Regions from separate parts of the Mus musculus genome. Here all the other regions are linked to region 1. A link is a contact called in public Hi-C and HiChIP or PLAC-seq data. All regions are on one chromosome and are shown on one strand. Each heading gives the region's core, a stretch centred on a gene start, on an enhancer-like site or on the middle of the called end of the contact. The rest is flanking DNA. Distances are from core to core; before and after follow the strand shown. Region 1 overlaps Rassf8 (Ras association (RalGDS/AF-6) domain family (N-terminal) member 8). Region 2 has its middle 35 kb from the start of Gm38926. Region 3 overlaps Itpr2 (inositol 1,4,5-triphosphate receptor 2). Region 4 overlaps Gm38475 (a long non-coding RNA gene).

What was found. A called contact is a pair of places that touch in the nucleus more often than the background predicts. HiChIP or PLAC-seq counts read pairs in DNA pulled down with a chosen protein or histone mark.
Region 2: a contact with region 1 is called in a FOXA1 HiChIP or PLAC-seq map of pancreatic cancer cells. The contact joins two enhancer-like sites. A contact is called at or near these places in 5 of 39 promoter capture datasets (the C10 cell line, cranial neural crest, frontonasal cranial neural crest and 2 more), 2 of 15 datasets of contacts at CTCF or cohesin (large pre-B cells and pro-B cells), 17 of 484 Hi-C or Micro-C datasets (CD4 T cells, the N1E-115 cell line, the STO cell line and 10 more) and 3 of 115 datasets of contacts at active chromatin or transcription factors (T-cell acute lymphoblastic leukemia, embryonic fibroblasts and pancreatic cancer cells).
Region 3: a FOXA1 HiChIP or PLAC-seq map of pancreatic cancer cells shows a contact between it and region 1. The contact joins two enhancer-like sites. A contact is called at or near these places in 1 of 115 datasets of contacts at active chromatin or transcription factors (pancreatic cancer cells) and 1 of 9 other capture datasets (liver).
Region 4: a contact with region 1 is called in a Hi-C map of the N1E-115 cell line, with 3 times the contacts expected there. The contact joins two enhancer-like sites. A contact is called at or near these places in 2 of 15 datasets of contacts at CTCF or cohesin (the NIH/3T3 cell line and large pre-B cells), 2 of 484 Hi-C or Micro-C datasets (the G1E-ER4 cell line and the N1E-115 cell line), 1 of 115 datasets of contacts at active chromatin or transcription factors (fibro-adipogenic progenitors) and 2 of 9 other capture datasets (adipose tissue and embryonic stem cells).

Annotation. Positions count from the first base shown.
Region 1 is chr6:145,792,178-145,794,745 of GRCm38.p6, forward strand. All of the region lies in intron 1 of Rassf8 (Ras association (RalGDS/AF-6) domain family (N-terminal) member 8), which reads left to right. Among named protein-coding and RNA genes, the nearest start is that of Gm15704, 45 kb to the left of the region's middle. Within about 2 kb of position 1,289, at least 58 of the 459 cell types and tissues checked have an H3K27ac peak or open chromatin away from gene starts, as enhancers often do. A contact at or near this core is called in the N1E-115 cell line and pancreatic cancer cells, where this site is marked.
Region 2 is chr6:145,381,893-145,384,460 of GRCm38.p6, forward strand. No RefSeq gene overlaps it. Among named protein-coding and RNA genes, the nearest start is that of Gm38926, 35 kb to the left of the region's middle. Within about 2 kb of position 1,294, at least 11 of the 459 cell types and tissues checked have an H3K27ac peak or open chromatin away from gene starts, as enhancers often do. A contact at or near this core is called in pancreatic cancer cells, where this site is marked.
Region 3 is chr6:146,119,143-146,121,710 of GRCm38.p6, forward strand. All of the region lies in intron 55 of Itpr2 (inositol 1,4,5-triphosphate receptor 2), which reads right to left. Among named protein-coding and RNA genes, the nearest start is that of Gm35768, 24 kb to the right of the region's middle. Within about 2 kb of position 1,284, at least 59 of the 459 cell types and tissues checked have an H3K27ac peak or open chromatin away from gene starts, as enhancers often do. A contact at or near this core is called in pancreatic cancer cells, where this site is marked.
Region 4 is chr6:145,484,871-145,487,438 of GRCm38.p6, forward strand. All of the region lies in intron 2 of Gm38475 (a long non-coding RNA gene), which reads right to left. Among named protein-coding and RNA genes, the nearest start is that of Gm15499, 43 kb to the left of the region's middle. Within about 2 kb of position 1,296, at least 18 of the 459 cell types and tissues checked have an H3K27ac peak or open chromatin away from gene starts, as enhancers often do. A contact at or near this core is called in the N1E-115 cell line, where this site is marked.

The sequences.
Region 1 (2,568 bases), core at 39-2,538:
AGATGGGAGAAGGCATAGGAGGAGGGATGAGCAGTCAGGACAGGAGAGCACAGAGGAGAGGCCAGAACATTGATGCTGTGGGGTCATCCCAAGAGGAAGATACTTCAGGAAACGTGAGGGAAGGGCACACAGGAGGCACAGCCTGCAGCACACAGTTCTTGGTGACACTGTCAGCTGTGTTATCTGAGGAGAGATGGAGATAAATTATGAGGCAGAACTGTCAATGGGAATTGTGTGTTTAAAGTGTTCGTGCTGCACTCTGCTCCATTCCCCAAGTCAGCAATGATTTTATTTCCTCAAAGCCTCTCCTACTTTCTGGATGTTTTCAGTGAACATACTTTACTTTTGCAGTAGAGGAAGTTGTTTTAGGAATCCAAGGTTACACTGATGTGCAATACCCTTGTCAATGTCCCGGATACAATACTCCAAACAGGGCTTCATGAAGAAACGGCTCGCTCTCTATCACACTCCTTCTTTATGTTTTTGTGGTGAAACAAGGAACTGTTGTCAGGGTTAAACCCCTTGCTAACCAAGGCGTCTTTCCTGAATTGTTCCTTGTCATCGAGAAGCACTGTAGATCGTCCTTGAGCTTCCTGCTTGCAGCCAGATCTAGGCCTCCCCTGAAACAGTGCAGTAGACTTGTCTCACCCTTCGTAAGATGGGTGGGATATTTGGCTGAAGGCGCAGTGATAGACTAAGCTGGCTTTTGTTTTGCTTTGGTTTGGTTTTGAGATGGGGTTTAGCTATTCAACTCAGGCTGCTTTCAGAAATGTGAATTGTCTCAGCTTACATCCCACACTCCTGTGCTCTGAATCACACCACCAGTGCCCACCAGTGCCCACCAGTGCCCACCAGTGCCCACCAGTGCAGGCTCTTCCTTCTATTTGGTTTCATATATGTGGAGCCCTGAAGCAGCCCTGGCTACTTTACACTTCTATGAAGCAATATTAAACATCACTGCAGTCTTTAGCTGAGGAATGCCTGGGAGTGGCCATATTTATACAGTAAGAACTCTGGATAGCCCTTCCAACTCTGCCTTACATCTTACTAGCTTGGCAGCTATTCCACAGATCTCTATTGCCAGGAAAGTATTCCACAGCCTCTCCTCTGCCCTCAGTGATGGACTTAAGTCTGTTAGTCTCTGGTGCTGGTTCCTGTCTTCTGCTCTCTGCTGCCTGCGGTAAGGGGTGGGGAGATCTACCCTCACATCTTTCATTCCTCTAACCAGCGGCTGGGAGAGCCTTGCCAGTGTTGTCTTGCATCTTTCTAATAGGGAAGAGTGACCTCTGGTGGCTAAAACCATAAGCCCCAAAGTAACAAAAAAGCTCAGGTCACCTCTGCTTAATGTCCCCTCACTTCAGACTGTGTCAGGCACACATTCCACATCCGTGAATGTCTCTGGCTACATGTTTACCGGCTGTATCTCTTGTTACTACCACACATGCCCTGCATGCATAGTCAGCCTTAACTCCAGACCCCAGGTAGTATTCAGCTGGCACTCCTGTTTAGTGATAAATCCTTAAACCTCAATAACTTAACATGTTTGTTGGTTTGTTTGTTTTACCTGTTGACTAGAGAGCTACACTGTCTGATTCATACTCTAGCTGCAGCCTGTCTGCCCCAGCTGTCTGGCAGGTACCGGGCGGCATCCTCAGCTTGGTTGGTGTGCCATTAATGCAGCCTGGTTGTCTGGCAGTTGTGGGCTCACATCAGTCTTTCAATGTCTAATTTCTTGTGGCTCACTTTTTAAATGAGCGGTGTTAGTAACTTACAAGGAGGCCCAGACTGCTGAAAACAGAGATGAAAATAAATTCAAGTAGCAACAAAGTAAAGGGCAGCATTGCCTGTGGGTTACAGATTATCCTATAGAATGTGTGAATGGCTCATCCTTTTGTGAGAATGAAGGTCAGTGGTATGGGTGGTTTATACTTAATGTTAAAATCATTCTTAGTTTTTCCCTGTGATTAAAAGATTGTCTTATTCAAAAGATGAGAAAAACATCTTTGATTAAAAGCCATGGGGTCTAAGACATTTCTGTGGAAATATATATCCACATTGTTTCCATTTCACAGTCCTAGAGGGGGACTCAGGGCCCACATGCTTACACTTTATTTCTGTTTTAAGAAAGCTCTAGCAGGGTTCAGGAACTGGCTTTTAAAATTTACCTGTCTAGGTAAGATACAGCATTGGGTGTTTTTCACACACAGATTGTCTGTGCAGACTGCAACTCTCATGGAACAGTACTGACCCCATCGCAAAATTCCAGGCTGTCATTGAGAAACAGAAACTCCCATGGTAGCTGCTTGCAATAGAAAAGCATCATTTGAGTGAGAAATATTTCTTTTAAAAGCTAGTGGTGATTCTGAATTTGAATTTTCTCTAAAATTCAGTTCCAGTAGGTAAGTAGCTCTGGAGTTGAGCCTGGAACAAAACCTCAAGAATGCATTTCCTCCTCATGAAGCATGGGTGGTTATCAGGATCAGCTGTGTATTATAAAATACAACCCATAATACCACAAAAAGGTGGTCATCCCAGATGCCAGGACATACTTACTATGTTACTGGACCA
Region 2 (2,568 bases), core at 44-2,543, 410 kb before region 1:
TGATGATGGCAATGGCTGGCTGTTGATAGTGAGTCTGTTTGGAAGGCAGTGCAGAAGGAAAATGGGAATGAAATAGAGACAACAAAGACCCCTCATCCTCTGCTTTGAGTTTCAGGCTGTTAAGTCGCCATCTTCACCATGTGTGCACTTGGCTGCTGTGAGCCAAAGTGACTAACTGGCAGAGTTCAACTAGAATATACAGAACGGAGCATGCTGGGACGAGAAGGGGGCTGCAGGTTGATCCCCAAGACACTGGCTCCACTGTCTTTTACATTTCCTAGTAATTATATTAGTTGTTGAGAATTATTCTTAAAGTTCTAAGGCTGTCAGCTTAGTCTGATGGGGGAATAAGAATTAATTACAAGAGTTAACACAGTTCTATCCCACCTGAATACTGATGCTTGTGTGGACCCACTATGTATCTAATGATTTGGGCTGCCTCTCTTTCCACTACCACACCAGAACACTGATACTTGTGTGGACCCACTATGTGTCTAATGATTTGGGCTGCCTCTCTTTCCACTACCACACCAGAACATTGATACTTGTGTGGACCCATTGTGTATCTAATGATTTGGGCTGCCTCTCTTTCCTTCGACAGAATGGGTCATATGGCAGATGTTTTGCTGAGGCCACCAAATGATTCTGTAACAAAAGGGTCAGAAACAAGTCTTCCCTCCTACTCTTCCTACGGTGAAGAAACAAGAAATGGTTGTCATCACATTTTCCATGTTCTCAGAACTCCTTATCTCCAGGCCAGAGTGTTCCCAGAGCGTCTCTGCTCCCGGGTGTGGAGCTGGGCGAACATGTTTGCATTGTCCTCATTTAGAGGTACAGATTCAGCAACAGCTGTTGACAATTAATTATCCTTTGTCAACCGCATTCTGAGCTCTGAGTCTGTTCCCAGGTGCTTAGTGATACAGCAGCACACTTGGCCCGTGTTCTCTACGCCTCCCTTGGCATAGTGCCACTACAAGGACAGTGGCATTGTAAGTCACATGACTCCTTCTGATGCCGCCTCCCTCCCTTGGCAAACATAACACTACTACAGCATTCCAAGCAAGGATGGCGTCCTTGTACAATGACCATCACCGGTCTCACTCTGGCCCCTTTCTTCTATGTCTCCCATGTCTGTCTGATTACCATTTCTTTAAGGATTACATACCACACTACAAATGGAAGAAAAGCAACAAAGAAGAAAATGGCCATCAGGAACGTCTGCATGTCGTGAAGGAAGAGTTGATTGGCTGTGACATAGGGTTAGGGGGCAGGAAAACTTATGAGTCAGAGTTTTAGATATTTGAAACCTTGGTTAAAATATATCTTTCCTGACATGCCTGGTCTGAAGGGCTCAGTATGAGTTACAGACCACAGGGACAGCCTGAGTCCCTAATCAACCTTCACGGCACAGTCTGTTTGCAGGAACAATGTTAGGGCATAAAGAGAGTTTACCTCAAACTGGCCAGACAAGTGGGACCAGGGAGAGGGGAAGAAAAAGGGAAGAACTGAGGCAGAGAGGAAGGAATGGAGGGAGGGAGGGAGGAAGGAGAGAAGGAGGGAAGAAGGGAGGAAGATTAAGAGCAACTTTTGGATATTGGATCTGTCTTCTGAAAATTAGAAATTGGGAATTGAAGTTGAAATTGGGAAACGTCAATCTGGAAACTATCTGTACTTTACCGAATGGGAGTTTTCACTTAAAAACCAAACATCTTCTAGGTAGTTTGAAGATTTATTTTCCTGTGTGTGTGTGTAAACGCCTTCATGTGTATATGTGCAGCAAATGCATGCCTGGTGCCTGTAGATGCCAGCAGGGGATGTTGGATCTCCTGGGACTAGAGTCACAGCTGCTTGTGAGCAGCAATGTGGGTGTTGGGAACTGAACCCAGATCTTCTATAAGAGCAAATGCTTGTAACCAGAGACACGTCTCCAGCCCCCTCTTATAAGTACTTTTAAAATGGAAAATTATTAGCATTTTCTGAGTTAGACATTTTTATATTTGGTGATTAGTTTTGTCATTTCGATACACAACCCAAATAACTTGGGCAGTCTCAGTGAGGACCTGTCTACATACGGTTAGCCTGTGGTGTGTGTGTGGGATTAGCTTAACTGATATAGGTAGACCCAGTCCACTGTGGGCAGCAACATTCCCTAGATGAGGGGTCCTGACCTGTGTAAAAGTGGAGAAATCAAGTTGAGTGCAAGGGAGCGAGCAGCATTTGTGAGTTCATTTCTCCCTGCCTAGACTGTGGATATGATGTGACTAATCCCTTTGCTATGGTTTCCTCTCAACAGTGGGCTATAACCTGGAATTAGAAACAAAAGTAAACCCCCTTTTCCCTACCTTGATTTTTCTTTCCCACCAACAGAAATAAAACTAGAACAGGTAAGAGGATCCAACATGAGCAGAGGTTTGTCTCTCTCTCTTTCTTTCTTTCTTTCTTTCTTTCTTTCTTTCTTTCTTTCTTTCTTTCTTTCTTTCTTTCTTTCTTTCTTTCCTTCCTTCCTTCCTTCCTTAGATATTTTCTTTATTTACATTTCAAATGTTATTCCCTTTCCTAGTTTCCCCT
Region 3 (2,568 bases), core at 34-2,533, 330 kb after region 1:
GGAACAAAACTGAGGACTCACATATAAACCCACACTCCTACATCCTACATCCACTCAACTTTTGACAAAGAAGTCAACAAATACCTGTTGGAGAGAAGACAGCATCTTGAACAAGTGTTGCTTGTCAAACTGGATGACCACAGAGGAGGGATCAAATCTGAACTGTGTCTTTCATCTTGTATAAAACTCTACTCCAAATCCATGAAGGATGTTAATACAAGACCAGATACTCTAACTCTGACAGGAGCAAGGGGACCTAGGCTTGACTCACTGATATAAGAACAGACGTTTTGAGTAGCATCTTGATAGAAAAAGGCTTTATTTAATACCAATAATTAATAAATGGGACCTCAAAAACCAAAAGTTTCTGAACAGCAAAGGGTACTATCGCTCAACTGAAGAGGCAGTAAGCAGACTGGACATTTTTTATTCATGAGTTATATCTTTGAAGGAGTGGTACTATCTAGAATATATAAGTAGCTCAAAATTAAACATTCAAGAAAACCTAAACGGGACAAAACTAAACAGAGTCCAGGGGGGAAAATATATGTTCAACATACATAGCCATCAAGGAAATGCAAATTAAAACTGCTCAGAGGTTTCATCTAAGCCCAGTCAGAATGGTTACGGTCAAGAAACAAATGGTGACAAATGGCAGCATGGACACTGGGTCTGGGGACACTCATTCTTTGCTGGAGGTGTGTGAACTGGAGGGGGGTGAACTGGTACAGCCACTAAGAAAATATGTGTAGAGGTTCCTCAAAAGGCTGATAATAGACCTATCATATGCTCCACATATACTGGTCTTGGGCAAAGGACTCCATATATTGGGATATCCATAAAAATTTGCAAAGAACCAATAAATTTTTAAGAGAAAAATAAAATTTAAAAAGGCGTTTAAAAATCAGTACAGAAAAGTTTTCTTTTCACAGAAACAACCTTAAACATAAGTATTGTATATGCTTTTAGGTTCTTGTGTTCCATTTTCTGTTGAAAGCAGTCTGTGACAAAACAGTGTGTGTGCATTTTTCAGTAAGGGAGTGTCCTTTCCTTTGAGGGAGGGGAAGGTGAAGTGGCTACCTTACCCTAAGACAGAAGTGCAGGCCTGATGCGTCCAGCAGGGTTCCCCTGCACAGCTTCCTCACGCCGCTGGCCTGTGCTTTGCTCCTGGTTAACACAGTGGTCTGATTTCACTTTACGTGGCATATCTTGTGGTCATGCACATGGTTATCGGATTCCCAGGCCGGTGCTGGTTAGTCAATATGATATCATTTCCTCATTTCACCAGAACTGAATACATGTGACCACAGGGTAGCCTCAAGCCAGGGAAGAAGATTAGCTGCCAGACTTCTAGGCTGCAGGGTTGATCCTTCCTAATAACTCAGTGAAGTGCAGGTCTTCTAGAGGCTTCTAAAATGCAAGACTCTTAGATGAATTTGTCGTTCCTGACACGTTCACTTAGGACCCATAATCCTCTTCCTGGGGATAATTTTGTATAATAGTGTGCTTGTCTAGGAGACTGCCAGAGCAATGGACAGAAGTCACAAGAATCTTTCAGAGTCCTTTTAATAGTAGGTCAGCGTGACCCATTGATGTCTACAGCTGTTCAGTCAGAGTCTGTCACTTAGAGACCCTGTGTGGTGTTCACATTTAGTGTTTTCAAGTGATACTTCATTCCTGGAGCAGAGATAGTACTGTGCAATGGAAGGGCACCAATTGGGGAGATAGAACAACCTGGGCTTTGACTTCGTCATAACTGAAAGCATTTCCTGTATGGGGCGGATGGGTGTCCCACTGTCTAAGGCTCAGTTTGCTTCTCGGTGAAACAAGAATGCCCCTCTAGGTGTGTCCATACCTTTTCCTGCCCTGTGCTTCGTGAGCTGTGAATGCAAGGTAAAGCTTTAAAATTCAAGTTGCTGCAAATAGACTTGAGCCTATCAAAGTTTAAACACACAGAGTTAAGGCTGGAAGCAGCCCTGAGTCACAGAGCCCAAGCTAGCATGTGTGTGAGTAAGTTTTTGCTATGTCAGAATGAGATTAAGAAGTAATAAGACTGGTTTGGTCCAACCAAACATTGAGGATTTGTCTTTTTAAAAAGGTATTAGCATTTATGAAAATCACCTGTATATATGTAAGCTGGAGGGAAATGAAATTCTGACCTTCTGTAACACGGCAACAGATCCCGCCTTGCCTTCCGAGTGCCTGGCATTTGGTCCTGTTGTGGCCGATACCCACAATTCCACAGAACAAGGGTTGCTATGATCTTACTCCATGGCCTACAACATGAAGCAAGTTTACTTACTTGCCCAAGGCCACAGAACGGTGAGTGGCTGAGTCAGGCTTTGGTTCTTTGGAGTCCCTCTGCCTTTCCTGAACTGCTCTCCATGTCTGACGGAGACACTGGCACTTGGCTGCTACAGAAGCTGAGGTACAAGGATTGCAGGTTCAAGGCCTGGCCCAGCTACAGAGTGAGCTCAGCCCAGAAACTTGGTGAGACTAAACAGAAACAGAAGGTGGCTAGAGGTGGCTCAGCTTCTGGGTGCTTCAGGCCTCCGCTCCAGAAAGCCC
Region 4 (2,568 bases), core at 46-2,545, 310 kb before region 1:
AATTGGTAAATGCAGTCTACCATAAAAATAGACTCAAGGACAGAAATCATTTGATCATCTGATTAGATGTTAAAAACAAAACAAAAACAAAAACAAAACCCTTTGGTGAAATACAACATCTCTTAGTTACAAGTCCTGAGGAACGTGGTGACATGGGGAACATTATTTCGACATAGTTAAGGCAATACAACAAACCCATGGTCAACATCATGTAAAGTGTGACCAGGTGCCGAGCATTTTCCACTAATGTCACCAAGCATTTCCCACTAATGTCAAGGACAAAAGCAATGTCCACTCTTTGCTCTCCTGTTCAATATTGTGCTTCCAGTCTTGGCTTGAACAAAAAGGTGGGAGGAGAGAGAGGATGAACGTAGACAGGAAGAAGTAACCGCATCCATGTCTGCAGATGATACGATTCCATCTCTTAAAAACCTGCAAGACTCCAGACAACCCCCACGGCTGACAGACAGAGCAGCGGGAGACAAAACTCACACATAAGTCAGCAGCCTCCCTACATTCCAATGACAAACCGACACAGAAATAAATCTTGGAATCAACCTGAACGGCGAAGCAAAGGGCACGTACAATGAAACCTTTAGGACCCGGAGACAGAAGTTAGAGACCTACCATGCTCATGGATTGGCAAGATGAACACCAAAAGCAATCTACAGAGTCGATGCAGTCCCTATCAAAACTCAGATGTGTTCTTCATAGAGATCGAAAAACTAATCTCCAAATCCAATATGGAAACACAAAAGACTTAGGATATCCAAAATAATCCTGAAGACTAGGAGCCTTGCTGAATGCATCACCATCCCAGATTTCAAGTTAAACAACAGAAACATCGGCATAAAAGAACAGAGGATCGATATCAAAATAGGTACACTGATCAGTGGAGTAAAACTGAGAGCCAGATATACGTCCCTGAGTTTTGACAAAGAAGCCAAAAATTCACATGAATGAAAAGACAGCATCTTCAATGCTTTAAATTTTAAATATTTTTCATTTTTCCACAGAATTCTCTGTAACTATCTCACCCTGCTTCCCTTTGCATAGCACCTATCACCACCAGTACCACATGTTAGTTTGGCTTTTGTTTGTTTGGGGGTTTTTTGTTTGTTTGTGTTTTGTTTTTGTTTTAGCTTACCATCCGTAGGAACGCAGTCCACAACGGGCCTGAGAGAGTATATGTCGGATGCTCAGTGTCCAACAAGCACATGGTAAACATTTGTTGACGGCTGAATGCGTATCACCCACGTGTTATCAACAGCCCAGTGTTTTCCACTTCAGGAAACAGATGGAAGATAGAGGGCAAGGAGCCAAGGGAAGAGATACAGGTCCAGCGTATGCTCTGAGGTCAGCGGGTCACAGGTTGCACACTTAGTCCCTTTCATAGATTCCCTAACTAGATGTGCATCTACCCAAGAGCTTAAAATTATAAACTGAAAAAAAAATAATTAAACCCAGGCAGCAACAGCACATCCTGTTTCCTTGCATTCGGTGATCAGCCAGGACAGAGAAACCCCAGCGTTGGGGCCCAGGAGCTGTTGCCATAGTAACAGAAACAAGCCTGACTTCTTAGGTGAAGAGCCAGTGCTTTTATTAATCTACAGGGAGAATGGCTTCTTTATCTTTTTAAATCTGTACTTTCTGTATGAAAGAAAAGGCTGCATCACTCTTTCAAATACCTAGTTGGTTGTGCCAGCTGTGCGCTGCTGTGGCAAACACTAGAAAGAAGCGTTTGGAGGATCTACCCTGGCTGCACTGTCAGGGCTTCTGGTCCATGGTTGCTTTGCTCCATGTTTCTGGGCCAGCAGTGAGACCACAAACCATTGTGGAAGTACTTGGCAGGGGAAATGTCACAGCTTGCAGGAAATGAGAGGGAAAACAGGAAGGGCCAGGGCAACACACGCCCCCCCCAAGGTGCTTCCAAGGAGCTACCGCCTCCATTCAGGCCACATGTTCAGAAGGGTCCGAGAAACCACCTAGCACCCATGATCACTAAGCAGCATGAGAACCAGTGGGCGAGATCCCCGACCCAGACCGTGGGTGTTGTCCACCATTATCTGCCTGGATGCTTGGTTTCTCACAGAACCTGGCTTTTGAGGGGGTGCATTTTCTCAGTGAGGCACAGACAGAAGCTTGTCCAGGCTACATGCCCTTAAGAAAAGATGAAATCAGCCTTGAGGCCGGTTTACAGCTGGGCAAAGGGAACATCAGATTAAGGGTGATCAGGTTCTGCCCGGATGGAGATGGGTGACTCAGATGATCAGAACTGTGGTCAGAGTGCATTCATTAGAACCCCAAAATATCCCAAAGCAGTGTATGTGCGATCTCTTCCTTCACAAATGTTTGGGTGTGGGGTACAAACTGGATGCTTTAAACTACGTGCTGTTTAAGAAAACTGTTTATGGGGCTGGAGAGGTGGCTCAGTGGCTAAGAACATTGGCTACTCTTGCAGAGGACCAGGGTTCAGTTCCTAGAACCCACAGGGCAGGTCATAGCCATCAGTAGCTCTAGCTCCAGGGAATCTGATGCCCCTTCTGGCCTCTGTGGGCATCAGGCATG